6 separate regions of the Mus musculus genome follow, and all the other regions are linked to region 6. Evidence: chromatin contacts called from public HiChIP or PLAC-seq and promoter capture Hi-C data. All regions are on one chromosome and are shown on one strand. The core of a region is the stretch at or near the end of the contact, and the rest is flanking DNA. Distances in the headings are between cores, read along the strand shown.

Region 1 (3,565 bases), core at 180-2,679, 750 kb after region 6:
CTTGTTTAAACTAGTCGCCTCTCCTTGTGCAGCCCCAGTATTACTCTCGGTTTGTTTGGTTGTTGTTATTGTTGTTTTAACAAACAGAAGCTGGCACGTGTCCTCTGATGCGGGATGGGAGGGGGTAAGCAAGGGAGGGGGTAAGCAAGAGAAGAGCTGGCTTTCCAGTCTCAAGCCCTGCAGTTTCCATGGCACTCCACCCCCACCCCAAGACCGCGAGCATCCTGGCTGGGCTGTTTAAGGGGATAAATGACTGATCATCTCCGTAGGACAACAGCTTCATTTTTTCCTTCCCCTTTCCTTTCCTTTTTTTCCCTATCTTTTTTGTTTTGTTTGCTTTTGAGACATGATCTCATGTAGCCCAGGCTAGCCTTGGGGTCACTATGCAGCCAAGAATGACCTCCAACACTAGACCCTCCTGCTTCTATTTGCCAAGTGCTGAGATTACAGAGCGCACGTCCACACCCAGTTTCTGGAGGGCTGGGGATGGAAACCAGGGTTTTGTTCACACAAGATAATCTCCCTCCCAACAGAGCCATGTCTGCAGCCCGCAGTCCCTCCATTTTCTGCAGTAAAGCTTTGGCCTCACTGATAAGGAAGAGTCCTGGTGGAAGCCTGGGATGTCTGTCCCTGGGCCTCATGCTCCTGTCTGGAGTCTTCATCTCAGATCTGCGAGGGCCACAGTCTCCTGGGGGTCAGATAAGGATTCTGTGATGGTTTGTCTATGCTTGGCCCAGGGAGTGACACTATTAGAAGCTGTGGCCCTGTTGGAGTAGGTGTGTCACTCTGGGTGTGGGCTTTAAGACCCTCATCCTAGCTGCCTGGAAGCCAGTCTCCTCTTAGCGTCATCCTTCAGATGAAGATGTAGAACTCTCAACTCTGTCTGCACCATGTCTGCCTGGATGCTGCCATCTTCCTGCCTTGATGATAATGGACTGAACCTTTGAACCCGTAAGCCAGCCCCAATTAAATGTTGTCCTTGTAAGAGTTGCCATGGTCACGGTGTCTGCTCACAGCAGTAAACCCCTAACTCAGACAGCTTCCATCCACAGGTAGCTCATCCTCCATGATATTAAGCAGGCAAGATGCCTCTCATGCCAGTGGTTCACGCTGCTAGCCTTCAGCAGTGGCTCTCAACCTTTGGGCCCCTTTGGGGGTTAAAATAACCCTTCACTAGTTCACATATCAGATATTTACATTATGATTCACAACAGTAGCAAAATTACAGTTACAAAGTAGCAATGGAATAATTTTATGGTTGGGGGAGAGGCGTCACCATAACATGAGGAACTGTATTCAAGGGTTGCAGCATTACGGAGTTTGAAAACCACTGACCTAAGGTTACAGAGAAGAGCTAGGTTAGCTGTGATCTTCGGCAGTCTGACAGTCTGGCAAGCACAGAGACAAATGGAGCAAATGACCTCTCAGTGATACAGAGCCTAGGGCCACAGAGGAGGAAGTGAAACCTCACTGGGTATGGCAGTGCCGGGCAGAGCCCTCACCTCAGCTTCCTCCTCTGTAATAATAGAGGAGACACTGGACTAGCTGTCAGGCCTTCTCCTGTGGCATGTGCTGGCTTTAGAGGACTACTACCCACTGCCCTCATGCTGCCTTAGTTATGTTCCTGCTGCTGTTATAAAATTCAGTTATAAAACTCATGGGTGCAGTCCCCTGTGGCAGGGGAGAAGTCGAAGTGACTGGAGCTTGGTGGATCTGGTCACATGGCTCTCACAGTTGAGATGTGGAGAGCAGTGAATGCTTGCACTTGGCTCTTTTTTTTTCCTCCTTTTTATTTAAACAATCCAGGATCCTCTGCCTGGGGGATGGTGCTGCCCACAGTGGGCGGGCTGTCTCACTTTAATTTACCTAATCAGAGTAATCCCCCAGAGGCATGCATGGCCAGAGCCCATCTCCCTCTTGATTCTAGATCCCATAGAGTTGACCACAGATAACAACCATTCCAAGCTCCTTCTTGACACCCTGGGGTGAGACTGCCTTCACCCAAGCCTGACAGAGGCAGTCTTTTCAGCAAGCAAGAGCAGTAGAGCCAACAGCCTCAGAGTGAGGGTGTTAGAACCCCTGCTTCACACCAGGAAGTGTGAAGCTTGCGGCTTAGCTCCCATTGCAGTCCGGGGCCAAGTTGAGAGGGAGTGTTACCACACCCAAGGGCATAGAGAGGAGATTCCAACCTTTTGAAGCTGCCACTTGCCTTTTGCTGGTGTGGAGTGGGCATCTGTGGGCTGTGGGAACACAAGAGCCATTTGTCTATTCAATAAATAGCACAAGAATGGGCTAGCTCCGGACAGTCCCAGAGCCTGCAGCAAGGGGTGGGGGAGGGGCAGAGGGTCTCACGGGCTGAGGGTACAGGAGCCACTGAAGGGATTTCGTTTTGTTTCCTTTGAGGAGCTTGTTGGAGTTTTGTCGGTTTAGGGACAGCAAGATGGCTCAACAGATAAAGGTGCCTGCTGCCAACTTGGATGACCTGAGTTTGAACCTCAGGACCCACGTGGTAGAAGGAGAGAACCAACTCTTGCAGGTTGCCCTCTGACCATCACACACATGGCCAGGCACCCACATGTTCCTCTGCACACATACCCCAAAATAATTTAAAATATAACCAAGTTGTGTTTGTTTAAATTGCAGCAAAACAGGCACACAATTTACCTTTTTTTTTTTCTAGTTCGAAATGTGTATTTCCTTACCGGGAGCATTCATGACAGGCAACCATCCCTACCAGCCCTTTCTAGAATGGTCTACATTGTTTTCTTCCCCCTCCCTGGTACCCATGATCTGACGCCCCAGGAACCTTATGCAGTGGAACCCTGCAGTTCTGTCCTCTGTGGCTGCCTTACTCCCTTGACCTAGTGTCTGCACAACTTTTCCATACTACCACCCATGTCAGATGCCTTCCTTTTCAGAGGTGAATAATATTCCACGGTATATTCCATGGTATGTGCATGCCATATGCCACAGTCCATACATGTATTCATTCATCCGTGGACACCTGACTCCACCCTCTGGCTTCCGTGAGCATCTATGGCTAAATAGCCATCGGAGGTCCACTCTCAATCCTGTAGGAGGGTTTAAAGTCTAATTAGACTTGAGTTTTAGACAACCACTTCAGATACTGTTAAGTGGGGACACAGGATGGGATGGGGAACCAAAGGGCTGCTGGGGCTGTCATCGTTGGGAAGGTGGCAGTGAGCCTCAGGGTTACGGTGTCTGTCATGCCGATCAAATCATGTCTCAGCAACTTCATTTTCATTTAAGGTTTACCTTTATGTGTGTTTGTATGAACAGGGAAGTATGGATGCAGTACCTGAAGAGGCCAGAAGGAGGCGTTATATTCCCCCAAAGCTGGAGTTTCAGAAGGTCAATTATCTGGGAACCAAACTCAGGTCCTCTGCGAGAGCAGCAACAGCTCTGAACCACTAAGCCACTGCCCCTGCTGCATGGCCACCCTCCTGCCTGAGTTCTGTGCACACGGCCCTTGCCTGATTTTATTATTTTCTCTCTTCCCCATGTCATAAATTCTAAGGTGAAATATCTGAGCAACGGAAATGCT
Region 2 (3,762 bases), core at 90-2,589, 560 kb after region 6:
CACATACCAAAGGGGACCCAAGGGGCCATCTTTCCAGGAATACCTAGCACAGGAGGAGCCCCTGAACCCTAGGAAATGGTGGTGGGACTGAATGGATTTATATCTGGATTTCGAACCCTGGGTTAAAACAAAATGATACCAGGTTCAAATCCAGATTCTACCACTTAACTGACCAAGTAACAATCCCCCAGTGCTTCATCTAAGTCAGGTATTTCATCCCGTCCATTTCCCTGGCTGATAGCTGCTGTAACAGACAGGTCGCAGCCACTTGCTGAGGTTATGAACTGAGGTGCCTTTCACAGACACTAGCCAGGGTCCCAGAAGAGCTCAGAAGGGCCTTGTTGATATTTGAAAGGGCTTCTGGGATGGAGAGAGTGGGAAGAGATTTGTAGACCTCTGTGCAGCCATACAAATGACTGCTTGTGGAGAGAACACCTTTTCGTACATCTACTGCATGTGGGAGCGCTGGTGCCTGGAAGTGGACCATGGATGGACAGGACCCCAGTCACCTAATAGGGGCAGCTTGTTAGCACCCGGCTATGGCACACAGGGCCCCCATGTATGAGCGCTATAAAAGACTTCAAGGTTGGCCGTACCCTCCCATTTTACAGATGGAAAGACAAGTCTACCTAGAGGGCCTGAGGGATCCAGGGGTTTTTTGATTCCCCATCCTTTTGTTGTGCAATCCTCCCAAGGGCCACTGGAACACCTACCTACTATATCCGGCTCCGGTTGTGTGCCCAGGTACCGTCCTTGGGCCCGAGAGTCCACCAGCTGGAACCTTTTAGACTGGAGATTCTCTAGGACCTGCTCATAGGTCTTGAGCAGGGAGAGATTCAGTGTGGCTTTGAAAACGGCTGGCTCTGGCCTCGAGGGCTCAGATGTCACCGGGTGGCCCTCCTTCAGCCAGTTCCGGAAGCCACCATTGAGCACTGACACTGTGCGGTGGCCAAACACACGAAACATCCACCAGACTCTGGGTGCATAGAAGCTGCCCAGGTCATCTCCATCGTATACCACCACATGTGTGTCGTTGCTTATGCCCAGGTTGCCCACATAGTCCCCAAAGTGGGCCTCACTGGGCAGCATCATCTCATAAGGCGAAGTCGTGTCCCGGCATTCCTCTATATCAAAGAAGGACGCGCCAGGCACGTGTCGCTCCTGGTACTCTTTGCGTGCCTGGCGGGTCCCGGGTGAGTACCAAGACGCGTCCAGCACCCGAAGGCTGGGCCCCAGGCGGCCAGACCGAATGGATTCCGCCAGCCACTTGGTGGATACCAGCGCCCGGTAGAGCACCTGATGTACCATAGTGTCAGTTCTGCGAGTCACCTGGCGCGGTTGGGAACCAGGAAAGAGACAGGCCTGAGAGGGCTGAGTGCGGTGGGCGGAGCCCAGGGGGCGGGGCTGTTGCTCCCACTACATTTTCCCAGCGTGCAATCGTAACTACACTCAGAGCCAGACTCACAGTGGGAGAGGTTGGCACATTCCCTAGGGAAAGCCTGCTCCACCCCTCCCACTTCCCCGGCGCCCTCCCTTTCTGGTGCCTAGGAGGGCAGGTGGGCGTGGCTAAGAGCTTCGGTGCATTACTATAGCAGCAAATTGGTGGGAGGGGCTGGCTCAGGACTCTGTCTTCAAGAATGGGAAAAACAAACACAAGTCAGAGATGGCCTTCCAGTCGCCTCTCCGGGCGCACTGATTACCCTTCTGCTTTCGTTTCTTGCAGCCAGAGTTCTCTGGCTTCTAGAATGTCCAATTCCGGTGAAAGGGCTCCAGGCACTCTGCCCTGCTTTCGCCAGGACCCAGCTAGCGGCTCCATCCTGGGCGGCTCGCTGCACTCAGTCGCAAAAGTAGCTGGGCTGGCACTCGCCCTTGCGCTCCGAAGAAGCTGGAGGGTTCAAACCAGGAGCCGGGAGGGTTCTCAAGTGGCCCGCACCATTGTACCGCCTCCCATGGGGGTGAGGAGAGAAACCTCTCTCGTAGACAGTCGGGATTCCGAACAGCTTCTGCGTCTTCGCACGGGAGTCTTGTTTGCCCCTCCTCGTATAATACTTCTCATACATAAAGGGGGCTATTTGAAGCTCGAGGTGACACTGGGGCAGCGCGCAACCCGGCTTCATGGCGCCTGCGTCCCCCGCAGTACGGGAAATGGAAGGTGCAACGTCTCGGAGTGGCCCAAACAGTGGGCTGTGCCCAAGTCTCCTCCCTTTGGCTGGCCGCAGGTTGGTGGCGGAAGGAGGGAACCTCTGAGGGCGTGGGGAGGGGGTGACATGGCGGAGCTGGGAAACGGGGAGCGCAAATCCCTGGTATCTGCTACCCAACGCGTCCTACTTGCTTTTCTGTGAGAGAGGGTGCTTCTCCGGGGGTGCATAGCGTGGTATCACGCGGGAGTGGAGGAGGGGATGCAGTCTATGAGAGAAGAGTTTCCAGGGCGCCTCTAATTTGCCTTAGGAAGACTGTCCGTGGCTGCTTGTGGCCGTCTGTGGGTTGGTGTGGGATAAGAGACAGGTGGGTAGCAGTGAGTGGATGGGGTTTGGAAAGACCTGATGCCTCCTGAGAAAGTTGGGGGGGGGGAGCAAGAGAATAAACAAAGCAATTCAGAGGAGCTGTGGTGAGGAGATCTAGCATGCCCCAAGAGGAGAAAGTAACAGAACGGAATAAAAATAAAACTAGCATTTATGAAGCCCGCCTTGCCGAGTGCCTTCACGACCCTGCCGGATTGAGCTGAACTCCCAACAGGAGAAACAGGTAGAGCCAGGAGGTGCCAAGGCACGTAGTGGAAAAGGGACTAATTTCTCACCTGAAGCCCAAAGTGGTGGGAGCTGCCTCGGTTTACCTGTCCATCCTTGAAGCCTTATGCTTAGTAGTAGTAGTAGTCGTCGTTGTCGTCTTGGGCTTCAGTTTTTACCACTTCATTGTAAATTTATATAAATCCCAATAAGCAAGATATCTGGAAATAGAGCATGGCTCCTGCAAACCAGCTGTACACCCCCTCTCTAGTCTATTCTGTTCCCCTGGAATGCTTTTCTCTTGAACTCCCCTCCCTGTTTTTTTGAGCATCTATCCTACCCTGAAATACTGTCACAGTGTGTTGCAAAAATTCACTGTCTAGCATTTTCCCAGCATACTCTGCACCTGGAGCTTGACAGTAGGGAAGAGAAGGTACCAGGAGGGTCTAGTTAGGGAGATGCTCTTCAGTGCCCGAACCCCCACCCCCCATGGGTGGGATATATAGGCTCACACTAACTTAGGATGGCCTGGGCCTGTCCTATATGTCCTGATGGACTTCCAGAGAGCTACTCTCCCCTGGGATCCTGGCCCTTCAAGCACAAAGAAACCTAGTCTCTTTCTGGTCTCTTCCCCTCATGAGCACTCATAGCCTAGCCTCTCTGACTCTCTTTCTGCTGCCTGGGGTCTTTTGTCATAACTGTCAATCAAGCAGGGAGGGTAGTGACCTCAGACCTTTGAAGTCCCACCCCCTGGAAGTCTAAGGCCAGCTGTAGACTCAAGGGCCATTAGGAGAGTAAAGGAAGGAATAGCAGGTTTGCATTCAACTTCCCTAAATGATCATTCAAAGAAGCTGTTTATAGGGTCAGTGGTGGCCCTTCTATAGTCACGTTTTTATTCTCACTAAGAGGTGGGTTTTGGAGTCTGGCATGGTGGTATATGCTTGTAATCCACCCACCCCCACTCCCCCACTCCCCCACTCTGGACTCTGAGTAGGAAGAGGAGAATTTCAAGTTCCAGGATAGAGAGTGAGGGAAA
Region 3 (3,432 bases), core at 291-2,790, 960 kb after region 6:
GCAGTTGGTGCCTCAGTTTCTTCATCTGTCCAATGGGTATAGTGAAAACAGACACCACCACCCCCAGTGCAGTTGGGGTAAGAAAATTCTGCTCTGGTGGCAAGGATGGGGCACCCACTGAGATTGCTCACCAAGGATCATGGAGCAGCGTTGGGCAGGTTCCTGGCCAGTGAGCAGCGTGAAGTGTTCTGGGTAGTAGAATTCCAGGGCTTCCAGGAAGGCCTCGAAGCCCCTCTTGCCCCGGCAGCGTAAAATGTCTATGAGGCGCCCTGAGGGTAAAGGTTGTGACAGGGGTCAGGATGAGGTCTTCCCCCAGTGCCCCTGCTCTCCACCCCGACAATGCTCCAGGGCCTACGTTCCCCAGATTTTTGGGCTGTGACACACACCGGGGCCTGTCCCAACACATCAGGGAGCAAAGCTCAGTCTGCCCTGGCTAGGAACACCAGACCCTCCCCAGAGCACCTGCACTGGAGCAGGTCCCCAGCAACCCCTACACACACACACACACACACACACACACACACACACACACACACACACACACACACACGTTACGCATGCCCGGGGGCATCGGATGCCTGCGTTTCCCAGGCAAAATGCTCTCATTGACTTAAGTTCCCTGATACTTTTAGTCCCTCTGACAGTCCTGGTACAAAGACGCCCAGTGGGAGAGGAGCCTCGGAGAACTGAGCCCGGATTTGAGCTCTTGAGAAAAACTGATTCTTTAAGGGATACACAAATGGGACAGAGAGAACCAGAGAGGTCAAAGAGCACAGTAAAGATCCCACAGGGGTCGCCATCGGCACCGGCAACCACATCCAGCTGTCTGCTCTGGAGCGGGCCTAGGAAGGGAGAGGAAACCCCTGGCGGCGGGCTCACCGGTACGGTTAGCGCGGCACGGGAAACGGTAGGTGCTGAGCACCTCCTCCTCGTCCTGTTCGTCCAGGACGCGGCACTGGCGCAGATACGGCGTGAGCTTGGCCGGATTCAGGGCGCGCGTCAGTCGGTGCCGGACGCCCTCGATCCGCTCCCACAGCGCGTCCTCTTCGGCCTCCGACCCCGAACCCGCCCCAGCCTCCTCGTCAGCCTCGCCCGCGTCCGCCCGGCCCTGCATGGCCGCGTCCTCCGAGCCTGCGGGCGACAAGCACGGTGGGCACGGAGCCGCGGTCACCGCACCTGGGCGTCGCCCGCGGGTCCCGGCGCTGTCGGGCTCCGTCTTCCCGGGATCCCAAGCTGCTCTGCCTGCACCCTCCCGGGTCCCCGAGAGGTCACGCCCGCGTCCTCCCGGGCGTCCCGTCGGCGTCCTTTCACGTCCCCACGCTGCTGTCCCGCCCGTGTCCTCCCCGCACTCACCACGGGCGCTGCAGCTGCCCTGAGCTCCCGGCTCTGTGCTCGGCCGACGGCTCCGGAGGCGCGACGGGGCGGTGCCTTCGGGGTCATTGGCTCCGCCCCCAGCCCGGCGGCCTCCCGGGCCACCCAACATTGCCCGCGACCCGCTGCGCTCCGGTCGTCCTCCCGGCCGCTCTGCGGGCCAGCCGCGCCTCCCCACCCCCCACCCCCGCTTCCTGTTTCCCGCCGGCTCTCCGGGCCAGTCCTGGCGGGGTCCGCACGGCCCTCCCACACCTGCCCGGCCCCCGACGGGGCGGAGCCGCCACGCGCGCGCCCACACCCCGCGCGCCACCGCCAGGGCCACTGCCGCCGCTGCTGCTCACCTTGTCCCCCACCATGAGCACAACACCAGCCTGCACCCTCTACAAGCCCGACTCCCGGTGCAGCTGGCCACCCGGAACCCTGAACGCGACAAGTGTCCGCTCCACTAGCCACACACGCCCTGAAGTCAACAGGTCACACCAACTTAGCGAGCTCTGGGCTCGGACCTCATATACAGAGCCCCATCATTCCCACTTAAACTCGCATGGTAGGTATATTCACTCTGCTGAAAGTCACATAATACATATCTGTCTTTCAGGAAATATCTGCAAAGTGTGGGACAGGGCCTCAGAAGCTAGCAGAACTTTCACACGTGTCCATGTTCTGGGATAATGGCCTTACAAGTGTTGAGCAGGACTTCGACCGGAGACAGACTACTCACGTGCCTCTCCCTCCCACAAACACCCTGTGCCTAGGCACTTGAAAGCCCCGGTCAGCTGTGAGTCTCTCTCTGTGTGTGTCTCAGCTTTGCATTCATTTGCATCCTGTTCCCAGCTAGGCCTCTTATCTGCCGGTGACCTGGACAATTGCCCCTCCACAGTCTCAGTGTTCCCGAACACGCTGCCAAGAGCTCACATCTTTCACCAAGCCCAGGACAGCCTGTGTGGGCAGCAGAGGGGAGGGGTCATGGGCACCTTTCCAAAGAAGGGAGTCAGTCCCTGCAAGTGTCCAGACTGACTGCACTTTCATTCCTGAGTCAAGTTGATGGCACACGGGGACCAGGATGCTTGCATTTCTAAATGGCCGTTCCTGCGGGGTGGGAGGGAGTGTGGTTAAAATCAATTACATTTGAAAAGGCAGCGTCAAAACTCCCTTCTGCCTTGGAGACTAATACTCCCACAATAAGGTCCTGTAGTCACATGCTAGAAGCTCTCTGGGCACTGGAAAGTGCCCTCGGGGTGGCGAGAACAGGGTTAAGAGGACACAGAGGATCTGGAAAGATGTGTAGGTCCCCAAAGCCACCCATACTTTCCGAATTAGATGCATCACTCACCCAAGGAAACAAGGTTGACCACAACCCCTGAACAGCCCCTGCAGTAAAGAAACTAGTTTACCTACATAACCTAGTTCCTTTCCCAGCCTTGAAGAACCACAGACTTTTGCTGACTTGGTTTTGTTTGGAGTATCACCAGTTCACCTGCAGAAGCAGCTCTGTAGAAAGGACTGAATTCTAATGCAAACCTATCCCTTTACAAAGGAGGAAGCAGGGGCCCAGAGAGAGCAAGAACTTGCCACACACTGGATCCGCCCTGGCCTCTCTCCCCTCCCCAGGCTCGGTTCACACTAGGCTCCCTCCCAAGGATCGCCTCTCCTCTGCTGACCCTGATACCCTGACTCTGGCTCTCACAGGGAGCAGCTCCTCCCTCAAAGAGCCGCTCCACCCTACCGCAGCCCTGTGAATATTTTTTCTTGGCCGGGATAATGGGAAGGAAACCCTGGAAAATGAGTCTTTAGTTAATTATTCTCTCATCAGAGGCAAAACCAGGGCCAGGAATCTGGCACTGAAACTAGGAATTAGCTTGTAAGCTAACAGACTTTGGGGGGGGGGGGGGGGGGCGTGGTGTCACAGAGTCACAGCAGGTCCCAGAGCCTGCTCTTAAAGAAGCTATAGAGATCCTGAAACACCTCACATGTGCACACGTGGTCATACACTTACTCCCAGGCACACACTTGGTTTCACAGACACACTCACGTGGACACAGATGCATTACTAGTCACAGA
Region 4 (3,731 bases), core at 758-3,257, 540 kb before region 6:
AAAATAAACGCCCAGGAAATCCCTTGTGCCCAAATCAACAGAGGTAACAGGGTGGCTTCTGCAAAGGAGACAAGAGGCACACAGCATACATGCCAGCTCCTTCCCTGCCACAGGAAGTCAAGGCAGAGCACGGAAAGTCTCCTAGTACTGCAGAGATTTCCAAGAGTGGTGTAATGGAGAGAGCACAGAAATAGAAATCAGAACCAGCTAACTGGGTGGCTTTAGGCAAGTCACTAGTTTTCTCTGGACTTCTAACTCCCTATCAATAAAAATGAGGCAGTTAAAATACGCTGAAACTTGAACACACCCTCCCCCCCCCCAAAAAAAAAGATACAAAGTATTGACTCAATGCACATTAAGCCATTCTGCATAACTCTTCCGAGTACATTAGACTGAGAACTCCTGGTGGAAAAGATGATGGCGTTTCTGGTCCCTTCCATCTCTAACATTCTACGATTCTAAAAGAATTAGAAAGCATCCCGTTGCTGCTGTGAGCCTCTCCATTTCGTAGCCAATATTTTCTAAACAGAGAGCAAATCCTAAAGCCCTTAAGGATGCATTACCTTCTTCAAACTAAGTACTAACCGCCTGTATCAATATCTTTGTCATTTCCCACCCTCAACAATCAAGCTAACACTGGAGGCCACAACTCAGAAACCAGTCTCCTAACAGCCCTATAAATTTTCTTTTCTACCTCAGGATACTAAGGAGTTTACTCCGCATCCTACGAACGTAGGATGCAATGGGTAAAGCACAGGCGGGATCTGCCTGGTGTCTCTCTCCAGACTTAATAACATGCTGCACAAAACTGAGACAGAGCATCACACTACCAAACTCCGCGGACTTCTCAAGACTGCTCGAGTAACTGATTGAACCCACAAGCTAAGCCACATCCCCTTTCGGGCTCGCTCTCTCTCCAGGAGTTGGCTGGCTTTTCAGTCTGTTCTCCACATGCCGTTCCCCCTTTCCTCATCCCAGTGTAAACCAAAAGGCGCCCTTCTTCTCCGGAGCTTTCCCACCACCAGCTTCCCTCGCTCTCAGCTCGGCCCAACAGCTCTCCTCTGGACAAATCGACCCAAGAACCCTCAACTTCTCAACAAACTGAGCACAGGCTTAAGAAATGGACTGCATCCCGATCCTGTTCAATCCCAACTCCAAAAGGAAAAAAAAAAAAATCCCACTCCCTCGCGCTGCCTCCGGGGCCCCTCCAGCCCCTGCACCCGGCCCCAAGCCCACTCTCCAGCCAGGCCCACCCGGCGCCCGGAGGCCCGAGCCCGCCGCGGCCCTCCGTAACCGGGCGCCCGTCCCGCGCGGTCACCTGCATCCCGCCGTCGGCCGCCTCCTCTGTGCGTGGCCGCTTGCTCAGGCCGGGCTCGGGTCCGTCTGCCCCCGCTCCGGGCACCGGCAACTCCACCTCCGACTCCCGCTTCATGCCCCGGGCGGCAGCGCCGGGCCCGAGCTGAGGCGGCTGCTGCTGCGCCTGGCCGCCTTCCGCCATCCGCCCGCGCCCCCTTCGCCACCGGGAGCCGGGCGACCCGCGACAGGCCACCTCCCCCTGGGCCTCGGTGCCGACAGTCGCGACAGGCGGGCGCGCGCCGGCCCCGCCCCCCGCGTGCGTGTGTGCGTGCGCGTCGGTCCGGAGCCCGGCTTCGGCTTCGGCTTCACTACCGCTCCGACTCAGGTTATGGCTCCGGCTTCGGCTTCGGCCCCGGCTCCGGCTTCTGCTCCGGCTTCGCGCCGGCCGCTCGCTCGCTCTCTCACTCGCACGCGCGTGCGCCGATCCCTCGGTCCCTTGGTCCTTCAGTCCCGCGCTCCCTCACCACTCGCCAGCCGTGCGGGGAAGGGGACGGCCTGGGCTCCCAGCTTGGGGAGGGCTGTTTATTTGGGAGGAGGAGGAGCGCGAGGCCGCAGCGAGCTGACTGGTCGGGATCCTCCGTCCCGCCACTGTGGCAGCGCCGGGAAGGCGGGGAGAGAGAAAGGAGAGAAGGAGGGAGGAACCTGGATGTGTGGGACTCGGGCCGCCCGCGCGAGAGGAGGCTGTAGTGAGGGGGCGTGGCTACGCCCCTCGGCAATCTCCGTCGCCTCCGCGCGGGCCGCCCGCGGGAGGCCGGGAAGGACTCGGAAAAGCTCGGGAAGCTCGGGGATGCTCTGGGAAGCATGGAGAGAGAAGGGGCCGCCTCTTTTAAGGCGGTGGCCGGGGGGCGGAGCTTGAAGGGCAGGAGTTCGGGGGAGCAACTTGGACTAGTTGCACTAGTGAGAAGTGATGACCTGATCTCTCTCATCTGGCTTCCTGGGATTTAGGGAAGCAGAGGGGCGCTCTGCGAGAGGAAGGTCCCTTTGCCTCCTTCCTCTCCAGCCCAAGACCTGGGAAGTCCAGGAGTGATGGCTCCCATATAAACTTTTCTGAGAAATGGTGCTATGAAGCGAATAATTGCATCTCTAATGATGTCAATATTTCTGATGTTGCCAGGCATGGCGGTGGTGCACACCTTTAGTCCTAGGAAGTAGGAAGCAAAGACAGGAGTATCTCTGAGTTCGAAGCCAACCTGGTCTATCTGCATAGTGAGTTCCAGGATAGCCCTACACAGAAAAACTGTCTCTAATAATAGTAATAAATAACGCCTGGTGTTTTTTTAAGAGCTTTACGTTTACATAGGGCATTTACGGAACCATTTTGAGCCTGACAGTAGAAAACATGGTTTTAATCCAATGGATGGACCTGAATTTGTTCAAGTCCTGAAGCAGAAATATGTGGCCAGTCAAGATGGCAATCTCTTGGTTTTACTCCTTGCTGCCTGAATAGCCCTTCCTAGCTTATCAGCTTTGTGCAGTTAGGTCTGTCCGGTAGGTTTTCTCCACCTGATTGTAAATAGAAACTGCTTCTGCCTCTCAGGGTTCCATACTGTGACATGGAAAGGGATATTGTGCAATAACCTAGCTTCTAGCCTTACCCTTGCTTGCTACTTTAAACAAGTGAGTTTTTCTCTTTGGATCCCAACTGCAGTATCTGAAATAATCCTTTGGATCAGTGGTTCCCAGCCAAGAAAAAGTTTCAGACCCTTTCAGCATCTCCCACTTCCGTATTTGTCATATGGTAAATTTTGTTCTTCACAAATGGAGACTATACTGGCATTTACTGAATAGAAGCTTTGAATGTTATTCAGAACTCTACAGTGCAGAGAACAATCCCTGCAAGAGAGACTTGTCCAAACCAGAATGCCAATAGTTCAGAGATTGAGAAACCCCAGGTCAGGTGATGTCTAAGGTTACTTGCAACCAGTCTGTGACTTGACCTTTGAACTTGAGTTAAGCACCTAAAAATGGACAGAGGGATGAAGATCTCTGCTTCAGAGCCAGACGAGTCCCAGGGAGGCTTGACCACTCCTGCCCATGTAATGCCGGACCACTGGTGGTTAAGAGAGGGAATAGAAGGGCTTGCAGGCTAGTTGGAAAAGACTGCACAACTTGCCTTGGAGCTGGGTTTTCCTACTGAGTATTTGTATGTTTGTAGGTTGCAATAGCTTAGCCATTTACAAGCCTTGACACCTTATGGGAGGGAGTTAATTAACGGCTCTTGTCCCTCAGCTTAGCTCTGACACCTAAAATTAGCATAATAATACTATTTTTAAAATAATTATTATGAAGATCAAGTGAGTTATCAACATTAAGAACTTTGATCATGTTATGACTTGAATCGAAAAAGTCCCCCAGAGGCTCATACGGTAACAGCT
Region 5 (3,381 bases), core at 144-2,643, 730 kb after region 6:
TTTTGGTCTTTCCCACCTGTAAAACGAACTCTGTGATGGTAAGTAGGGTTGGTGGAAGACAGATCATACAGAGAGCCACAGCCCGGTGACCACATACAAAAGAGAAATGGGATAAATGGAGATGACCACCATTTAAGCTATCTCCCTGCCAAGCTGGGAGGTCACCCAGGTCATTCAGCAGGAAGCTGAGAGGCCAGAGGGACAGCTCCGGGCCTTCCCCAGTACAATTCCGTTAAGTCACTTCCCACTCGAGGAGGTTGCTCTGCTGTCCCTGCCCCCTAAACCTCTGCCCTCAAGCCCCAGCCTGCCACCCAGGTAACTTTGAATGCATAGAATCATTGACTTCCGGCCCTCCGTGTCCGCCCCCTCCTCCCCCAGATCAGACACAAAGCAGAAGTGAGCAGAGCAGCTGCCACAGATAACGGCTGACACCCTAGCGCGGTGGCGGCTGCAGCAGCGACCAAGTCGGACCTAGTCAGCTGAGGAGGTAGATAGCCTATGCCACCAGCAGAGCCAAAGTGTGTGTGACCTTGGGACCTAAGCCAGGAAAGGTCTCCAGGCCTCAGCCCCTCCCCGTTTCGAACTGAAGATGGCTGTCTAGTACATGTGAGGATGGATCTAGCGGGACCCAAGATAGACTTGAGGACTGCACCCTAATGTGTCGGAATATATGGGAGACACATGAAGAAACTCAGGCCTTGGGTTATGAGAGCCTGTGGTCCCAAGATCTGACAATGACTATCAGACTTTAGCAGGGCTGCAGCCAGCCTGCCCTCTGGAGTCCTTAAGAGCAGAGGCTGGACTGAGAGTCAGAAAGCTTGGAGATTGCCAGAAGTCCCCTAGGCCCAGCAAGACAGCAACTAGAGCCTGGGCCAGCCTGGGAAACAAAGGTCCGAAGGGCAAGCTGCTGATTTCCCTCCTCGTACCTGTACCCTGAACTGATGCTGGCCCGGTAGGAGCCCTGTCCCAGCTCTCAGGGTACAGGCAAATAGCAGCACCCCACCCACAGTCCAGGCCCTCCACCCAAGTAGCTTCCGGAGTGGGGTAGGCTGAAGGACAGGGAGCAGTCCAGACCCACCCCAAATGTTCCTTGTAAGCCCTTACAAGGAAAGGAAGCGACTTTCCCCAGAACCTCCTGGGAGCCCTGAATCTGTGGGTGTACCAGGGAGGATCTCAGAGGCATCCTGGTAGGGGTGGGAGACAACTCAGCCAGGTACTTACCCATCACCCACCACCACACACTTGATGGCCTGCATTGCATCTGAGGCCCAGCAGCCAGGGATGACAGTTGGGGGCCAGGAGCGTTGCTGTGGACACCAGTGGTATGGAGTGGCTAGGAGGTACCCGGCAGTGAGGAGCAGCACCCCAGCTCAAGAGGCGGGAGGAAACGGAAGAGGAACTTACCCAAGCTGCTGCCCCACAGCCTTGAGGGGGTGGAGCATGCGGTCTGGAAGAGGACCTGGGGCCCCACAGGTGCTAGGTTGGGCCCAGGCCACCAAGGGCACTTGACTTAGGCTCCAAAGGGAACCCAGGCACCCTAGAGAATTGAAGATTCACTTCCTAAGCCAGGGCAGGGACAAAGTTGCTCTCGAAGAATCTGCATCCTCCAAGAAGTCAGTTGGCCTGACTCCCATGGGCAAACACTTGAGTGCCTACTGTGTATCAGGCATTGTGTTGGGAGCTGGTGACTCTAAAATGCAGGAAGCCAGGTTGTCCTGGAGTTCCTGCTCTGTAGAGAAGGCAAACCACACCACAGGTGCTGTGAGCAAGGCAGGAGACATGGGCCAAGGGAGAGCTACAGAGTGACCTCAGAGTCACCAGCAGGGAAAACTGGTGGCTATGACGTGTGATGTCAAACAAAGTTGGCCCGGGGGGGGGGGGTGCTGCCTAAGCAAGGGCCAGTGTGTAGAGAGAAGGCAAAGGAGGGGGAGGGAAAGAGAGAAGGGAAGAGGTAGAGGAGAGGGGAGAAAAGGAGGAAGGGGAGGAAGGGGGGAAATTGGGAGGGGAGGAAGTGGAGGAAAAGGGGGAGGAGGAGGAAGGAGAGGAGGGAGGATAGGGAAAAGGGAAGGAGTTGGAAGAGAAGGAAGAAGAGGAGTAGTGAGAGGAGGAGGAGGAGGAGGAGGAGTGAGAGGAGGAGGAGGAGGAGGAGGAGGAGGAGGAGGAGGAGGAGGAGGAGGAGGAGGAGGAGGAGGAAGAGTCAGGGACAGATGCAGTAGAGCAAGCTGGTAGAAGTTTGGCAAGTCCAAACCTTCTCACAGCATGGTGCAATCTAAGCTTTCAGGAAGCTGAGACAAAGGGATTGCTGGGAGCTTGAGTCCAGGATTCAGAGTGAGAGTTCCAAGGCAGCCAGAGCCATCGAGCGATACAGCAAGATCCTAGCTGGGAAACCACTCCAAACCGAAAATCCTACCTACAAACTGTCGTAGGCTTCTTGCCGTTTTGATGATATCAACTACACTCGCCTTGTGTTGGGCATTTGTGTTTATAAGTGTTTGGTTGGGTGTTTGTGTTTGCAGGTGTTTTGTTGGGCATTTGTGTTTTTAGTTGTTTATTGGACTTTTGGGTTTCCTATTACACAAGTTACTATTTGTGTATTTGTCCATTTCTCTACTGGAGTATTTTTTCCCCTCATATTTATTTGGAGAAGTTCGGTGTTTGATTTTTCAAGTGTGAATTGCTATAACCGTTTCATAGTTCATTTCCAGTATGTGGAATTATTTTTTTTGAAGCTGTGATATTTATAAAGGTTTATTTGTATGTGGTCAACTTTAATTTTTCTTCCCTAATGATTGATACTCTTTGAGTGATTCTTTCTTAAGCATTCCTATGCAATTTCACAAAGATATTCTACAAAGTGTGTACAGTTTCTGTCTACAGACAGTGACCTTGATACACAGAGTGGATTTTAGATGACAAAGGGGCTGCTAGTAGGTTTTGTGAGATGTTGATTTGATTTCTCTAGGGCTTTCTTAGTTTCTATTCCTATCACTATGAAAAAAAAATACTCCGACCACAGCGACAGAAGGGAGAAAGGGTTTATTCTGGTTCATGGTTCAAGGTTAGAATCCATCACAGTGGGGAAGTCGTCAGAGTAGCAGGAGCTTGGAGCAGCTGGTTGCCCACAATCAGGAAACAACGATGAGCGCATTGCTGCTCAGATCCTTTCTTCATTTAACACAATGCAGTTTCCCAGCCTACAGGATGGTGCCACCCACAGTGGGCTGATCTTCCCACCTCAAATCGATGTGCTCCAGATGTCTTTCTCCCAGGTGACTCTGTCGTGCTGACAATGGACACAGACCATCATCCCAGAGTGCCATCTATTAAACAAAGTTCTACCTATCTTTTCCCAGTGAATGGGCAGTCAAGAAGCCTCGTGGA
Region 6 (3,393 bases), core at 227-2,726:
GAGGCCATGCTAATCTGTATCGTTCCAATTTTGGTATAGGTGCTGCTGTAGGAAGCACGCAAGTTACTTTGAAATCTTGCTAATCCAGAAAACCGCTCAGAGAACTGAGAACTCGATGGACCTCCCTGTAGCCCAGCCGAGGCAGCCTCCGGGTCTCCAAGACCTGGGACTTCCCAGGGACCTTTTCCCTAACACCGCTGGGTGGGGCCTTAGGCACCCGCCCGAGCCCACCCAGCCTTCAGTTTCACTACAGCCCGCAAGCAAGTCATAGAGGGTACTTGACTCAGTTTGCCTGGGAGAGATGGGGACCCGGAGGAGCGGGGTGCAGCTCCTGCCTTAGGCGTGGCTCCAGAACAGGATGAGGTGAAGACCCTAGTGCAAGGAAGTGGGGGATGTCTTCAAAACTCCGCCTCTCATCAAACATAAAAGATGCGGCTGCCCGGCCTGGTCTTAAAGTCAGGGCCAGCTCCCAGAGACTGGCCCGGGCGTGGCGTCCCAAGGTGCGGTGGAAATCAGGTGCACGCCTGCCCGGGCGACGGGGCAGCTGCCGGCAGACCCAGGCCTTCTGACCTCGGGCAATAGAAATCCAAGGTTGAATGAGGTCAGACGGGGGGGTTCTTTTCCTGCGCCCTGAGCCCCTCGGCAGCTGGGACCCCTTTTCCCACGCACTCTGAGTACCTCTCCCCGCCCCCTCCCGGCCCAAGGGCTGACGGACAAATGAGGAAGTCCGCAGCGGACGGCGGAAACCGTGCCGGGCGCAATGTCTGCGGCGGGACCGACCGATCCTGACTCAGGAGGACGCCCTGACAGCTGCCAAGCGGTCCTCGCCTGCCCGTTACCTCCCTTTGCCAAACTTACAAAGGAGCTGCTGCCCCGTGCCCACGAACGCATCCGGCCGGCTCGGCCGAGATCTCCGGGACTGCTGCGTCCCGGAAGGGGTTAAAAAGTTTGCCGGAGCTGGCCGTCGGGGAGGCGGGAGTGCAGAGGCGACAGGAGCAGGCCGAGCTCCCAGTGCCCCGACCGGGAAGGGCATCCTGTAGGGCCGGGGACTGCGTCCCCCGGTTCCCTAACCCCGAGGCCTCGCTGCCTATCACCCCTCGGGTGAGGATGCGGAGTCCGGTCGCACCCGACCGCGCTGAAACCCGCCACGCGGAGGCCGAGAACCACAGGGCCGTCCGCCCCAAAGGACTCGAGTCTTGTCGCCGCGCGCGCGCGCTCGGCAGCTCCGGGGCGGGACATACCGGCAAAGCTCGCTCACCTGAACCTGGGTCTGCCCGGGGAACAGGCGCTGGTTCTTCCGAGTGGACTTTCTCGAGCGCTCGGGCGGCGCGGCGGGGTGGGGCGAACGCGAGACTGGAAGCTGCAGCAGGTCAGGTTCTTGAGCCTTCCGTGCCCTGCCCAGGAACCGCGGTGATCTGCGCGCCTCACCGCACCCAGCTCTGGTGCGCGCCGCCCTCCCTGCCCCGCCCTTCCAAGAGGAGGGCGGGTCTACAGCTCGCCGCCGGCTCGTGGGTGGAGCTTCCAAGAGTCCCCGCCCTCTCCCCACACTGCCCAATCCAACAGGAGTCTGGCCTAAACTGACAGATTTTCGGCCTATAAACAGACAAGAGATGGAAGCCGGAGTGCTGAGATTCATCCTCCCCATCTGTCCCCACCTCCGCCCACCCCACCTTCCACCCGCGCTTCCTAGGCGGGAGCCACGCCTTGTTGGGCGGGTCCAATGGACAGCCAGGTTACAGGACCAGGATTGACGCGGATTTCATCCAATCAGAAGCAAGCGGCTCAGGCGCGCTGGGCTCCTGGTCCCGGCTCTGGTGTGCAGCTTGGGCCGCGCCGGGGCCGGAGGGAGCGTACTGGGGAGGTCTGAGGCTCTGACACTCCGCCCAGCGAACCGTGTTTTCCCTTCGTCCTGTCCTACCAGGAGAACAGATATTAAGTACCATATATGGGAAAAGTGGTATTTTACATAATTATGATGGCTGTGGGGGCGGTCATGGCTTCAACCCTGCATTCCGTGTGGGCGTCCTGAGTTCGATTTTGGAGCCTGCTCGCGGCTGTCCTCCAACCTCTGAACCTTTGCTCTGGCTAGTACCTCTGCCTGGAATGCAGTCTAAGCCACTCTTAACCTTTGAATAATTAACTCACACACATCTCAGATATTTGTCACTAAATTATTTTAAGGGTAGATTTCATTTGTTTTATTTTGGTTACTAACCACGAGAGGATTTTTTTTTTCATTTAAAAAAATGTACTTTGCCATTAATCTATCAGGAATTTGTCCACGCATTATTTTCTGCCCAAATTGTCCGTTTCCGAGTTGTGTCCATTGATCTATGTGGTCGATCCTGCAGCACGTCAATGCTTTCAAATGGCTTTATGAAGGCAAATTTCTCGTCATTGCTCTTAACTGTTGGAATGTTCTTGCTAACACAGTTAAAATGATCCTTCCATATAAACTTCAGGGAAAACTTACATTCTGAAGCCAAAAAGCAGCTAAAGAAAGAAAGAGATTTTGCAGCCCAGATGACCAGTGATTGCTACCCACATTACAGCAAAGACTGCTTCCCAGTTGATAAGAAAAATTTAAAAAATTTTTAAAAGGCTGAACCATCCAGGGGTTGTGGGTGGTATACCAGAACTCAAGAGGTCTGAGGTAGGAGGGGGAGTTCAAGACTAGCCTGAACTACACAGACAAGCAGTTCAAAGGTGTGAAATATATAAAGCCAATAATTACTTTTAAAACTAATCATCAAGAGACTGGAGATGTACGGGCAGTGGTGGCCCATGCCTTTAACCCCAGCACTCGGGAGGCAGAGGCAGGCAGATTTCTGAGTTCGGTCTGCAGAGTGAGTTCCAGGACAGCTAGAGCTACACAGAGAAACCCTGTCTCGGAAAAAAAAAAAAAAAAAAAAAAGCCCAGCATTGTTAGAGCCGGTGAGGAGGTGGAGCTCATCAGGTGCTGACAGGAATACGCATGCGCTTCTCCAACCACTTTGGGAAAGTGGCTCCACTAGGCCTGTAGCACACACCTGTGATTTCAGCGCTGCAGAGGGAGGCGCAGGAGGAGCTACTCTTGGCTACATAATGAGTTTAGGGCCAGTCCCCGCTAAGCACGCCTGTCCTTGGCTCTATTTACTAAAGCTTGATAGAGACCTCAAGAGTTCCACTCCGGGCTGGTGAGATGGCTCAGTGGGTAAGAGCACCCGACTGCTCTTCCAAAGGTCCAGAGTTCAAATCCCAGCAACCACATGGTGGCTCACAACCATCCGTAATGAGATCTGACTCCCTCTTCTGGAGTGTGTGAAGACAGCTACAGTGTATTTACATAAAATAATAAATAAATCTTTAAAAAAAAAAAAAAAAAAGAGTTCCACTCCGAAGCATTTATCCAAC

Evidence for each region. Promoter capture Hi-C pulls out the DNA fragments that hold promoters and counts their contacts. HiChIP or PLAC-seq counts read pairs in DNA pulled down with a chosen protein or histone mark.
Region 1: a contact with region 6 is called in an H3K27ac HiChIP or PLAC-seq map of bone marrow-derived dendritic cells, with 4 times the contacts expected there. The contact joins the enhancer-like site here to the promoter of Myh9 in region 6. A contact is called at or near these places in 1 of 39 promoter capture datasets (the C10 cell line) and 2 of 115 datasets of contacts at active chromatin or transcription factors (bone marrow-derived dendritic cells and pancreatic cancer cells).
Region 2: a contact with region 6 is called in a FOXA1 HiChIP or PLAC-seq map of pancreatic cancer cells. The contact joins the promoter of Tst here to the promoter of Myh9 in region 6. A contact is called at or near these places in 2 of 39 promoter capture datasets (liver and pre-B cells) and 1 of 115 datasets of contacts at active chromatin or transcription factors (pancreatic cancer cells).
Region 3: a contact with region 6 is called in a FOXA1 HiChIP or PLAC-seq map of pancreatic cancer cells. The contact joins the promoter of Card10 here to the promoter of Myh9 in region 6. A contact is called at or near these places in 1 of 484 Hi-C or Micro-C datasets (embryonic stem cells) and 1 of 115 datasets of contacts at active chromatin or transcription factors (pancreatic cancer cells).
Region 4: a promoter capture Hi-C map of embryonic stem cells shows a contact between it and region 6. The contact joins the promoter of Rbfox2 here to the promoter of Myh9 in region 6. A contact is called at or near these places in 2 of 39 promoter capture datasets (embryonic stem cells and hippocampal neurons).
Region 5: a contact with region 6 is called in a promoter capture Hi-C map of pre-B cells, with 2.4 times the contacts expected there. The contact joins the promoter of Rac2 here to the promoter of Myh9 in region 6. A contact is called at or near these places in 5 of 39 promoter capture datasets (the C10 cell line, the HPC-7 cell line, hippocampal neurons and 1 more) and 1 of 484 Hi-C or Micro-C datasets (CD8 T cells).

Annotation. Positions count from the first base shown.
Region 1 is chr15:78,587,647-78,591,211 of GRCm38.p6, forward strand. No RefSeq gene overlaps it. Among named protein-coding and RNA genes, the nearest start is that of Cyth4, 7.6 kb to the right of the region's middle. Within about 2 kb of position 1,430, at least 93 of the 459 cell types and tissues checked have an H3K27ac peak or open chromatin away from gene starts, as enhancers often do. A contact at or near this core is called in bone marrow-derived dendritic cells, where this site is marked.
Region 2 is chr15:78,404,526-78,408,287 of GRCm38.p6, forward strand. Tst (thiosulfate sulfurtransferase, mitochondrial) reads right to left here and starts at 1,340. Exons shown (of 2, transcript NM_009437.5): 1 at 714-1,340. The coding sequence starts at 1,308. It overlaps Mpst (mercaptopyruvate sulfurtransferase), which reads left to right and starts at 2,187. Exons shown (of 3, transcript NM_001162493.1): 1 at 2,187-2,219.
Region 3 is chr15:78,801,502-78,804,933 of GRCm38.p6, forward strand. Card10 (caspase recruitment domain family, member 10) reads right to left here and starts at 1,541. Exons shown (of 21, transcript NM_130859.2): 1 at 1,354-1,541; 2 at 880-1,131; 3 at 132-269. The coding sequence starts at 1,483.
Region 4 is chr15:77,305,046-77,308,776 of GRCm38.p6, forward strand. Rbfox2 (RNA binding protein, fox-1 homolog (C. elegans) 2) reads right to left here and starts at 2,008. Exons shown (of 14, transcript NM_053104.6): 1 at 1,319-2,008. The coding sequence starts at 1,498.
Region 5 is chr15:78,571,390-78,574,770 of GRCm38.p6, forward strand. Rac2 (Rac family small GTPase 2) reads right to left here and starts at 1,394. Exons shown (of 7, transcript NM_009008.3): 1 at 1,222-1,394. The coding sequence starts at 1,256. It overlaps Gm36738 (predicted gene, 36738), which reads right to left. Exons shown (of 2, transcript NR_155437.1): 2 at 3,022-3,283.
Region 6 is chr15:77,840,699-77,844,091 of GRCm38.p6, forward strand. It overlaps Myh9 (myosin, heavy polypeptide 9, non-muscle), which reads right to left and starts at 1,477. Exons shown (of 41, transcript NM_022410.3): 1 at 1,259-1,477. It also overlaps the pseudogene Gm22107.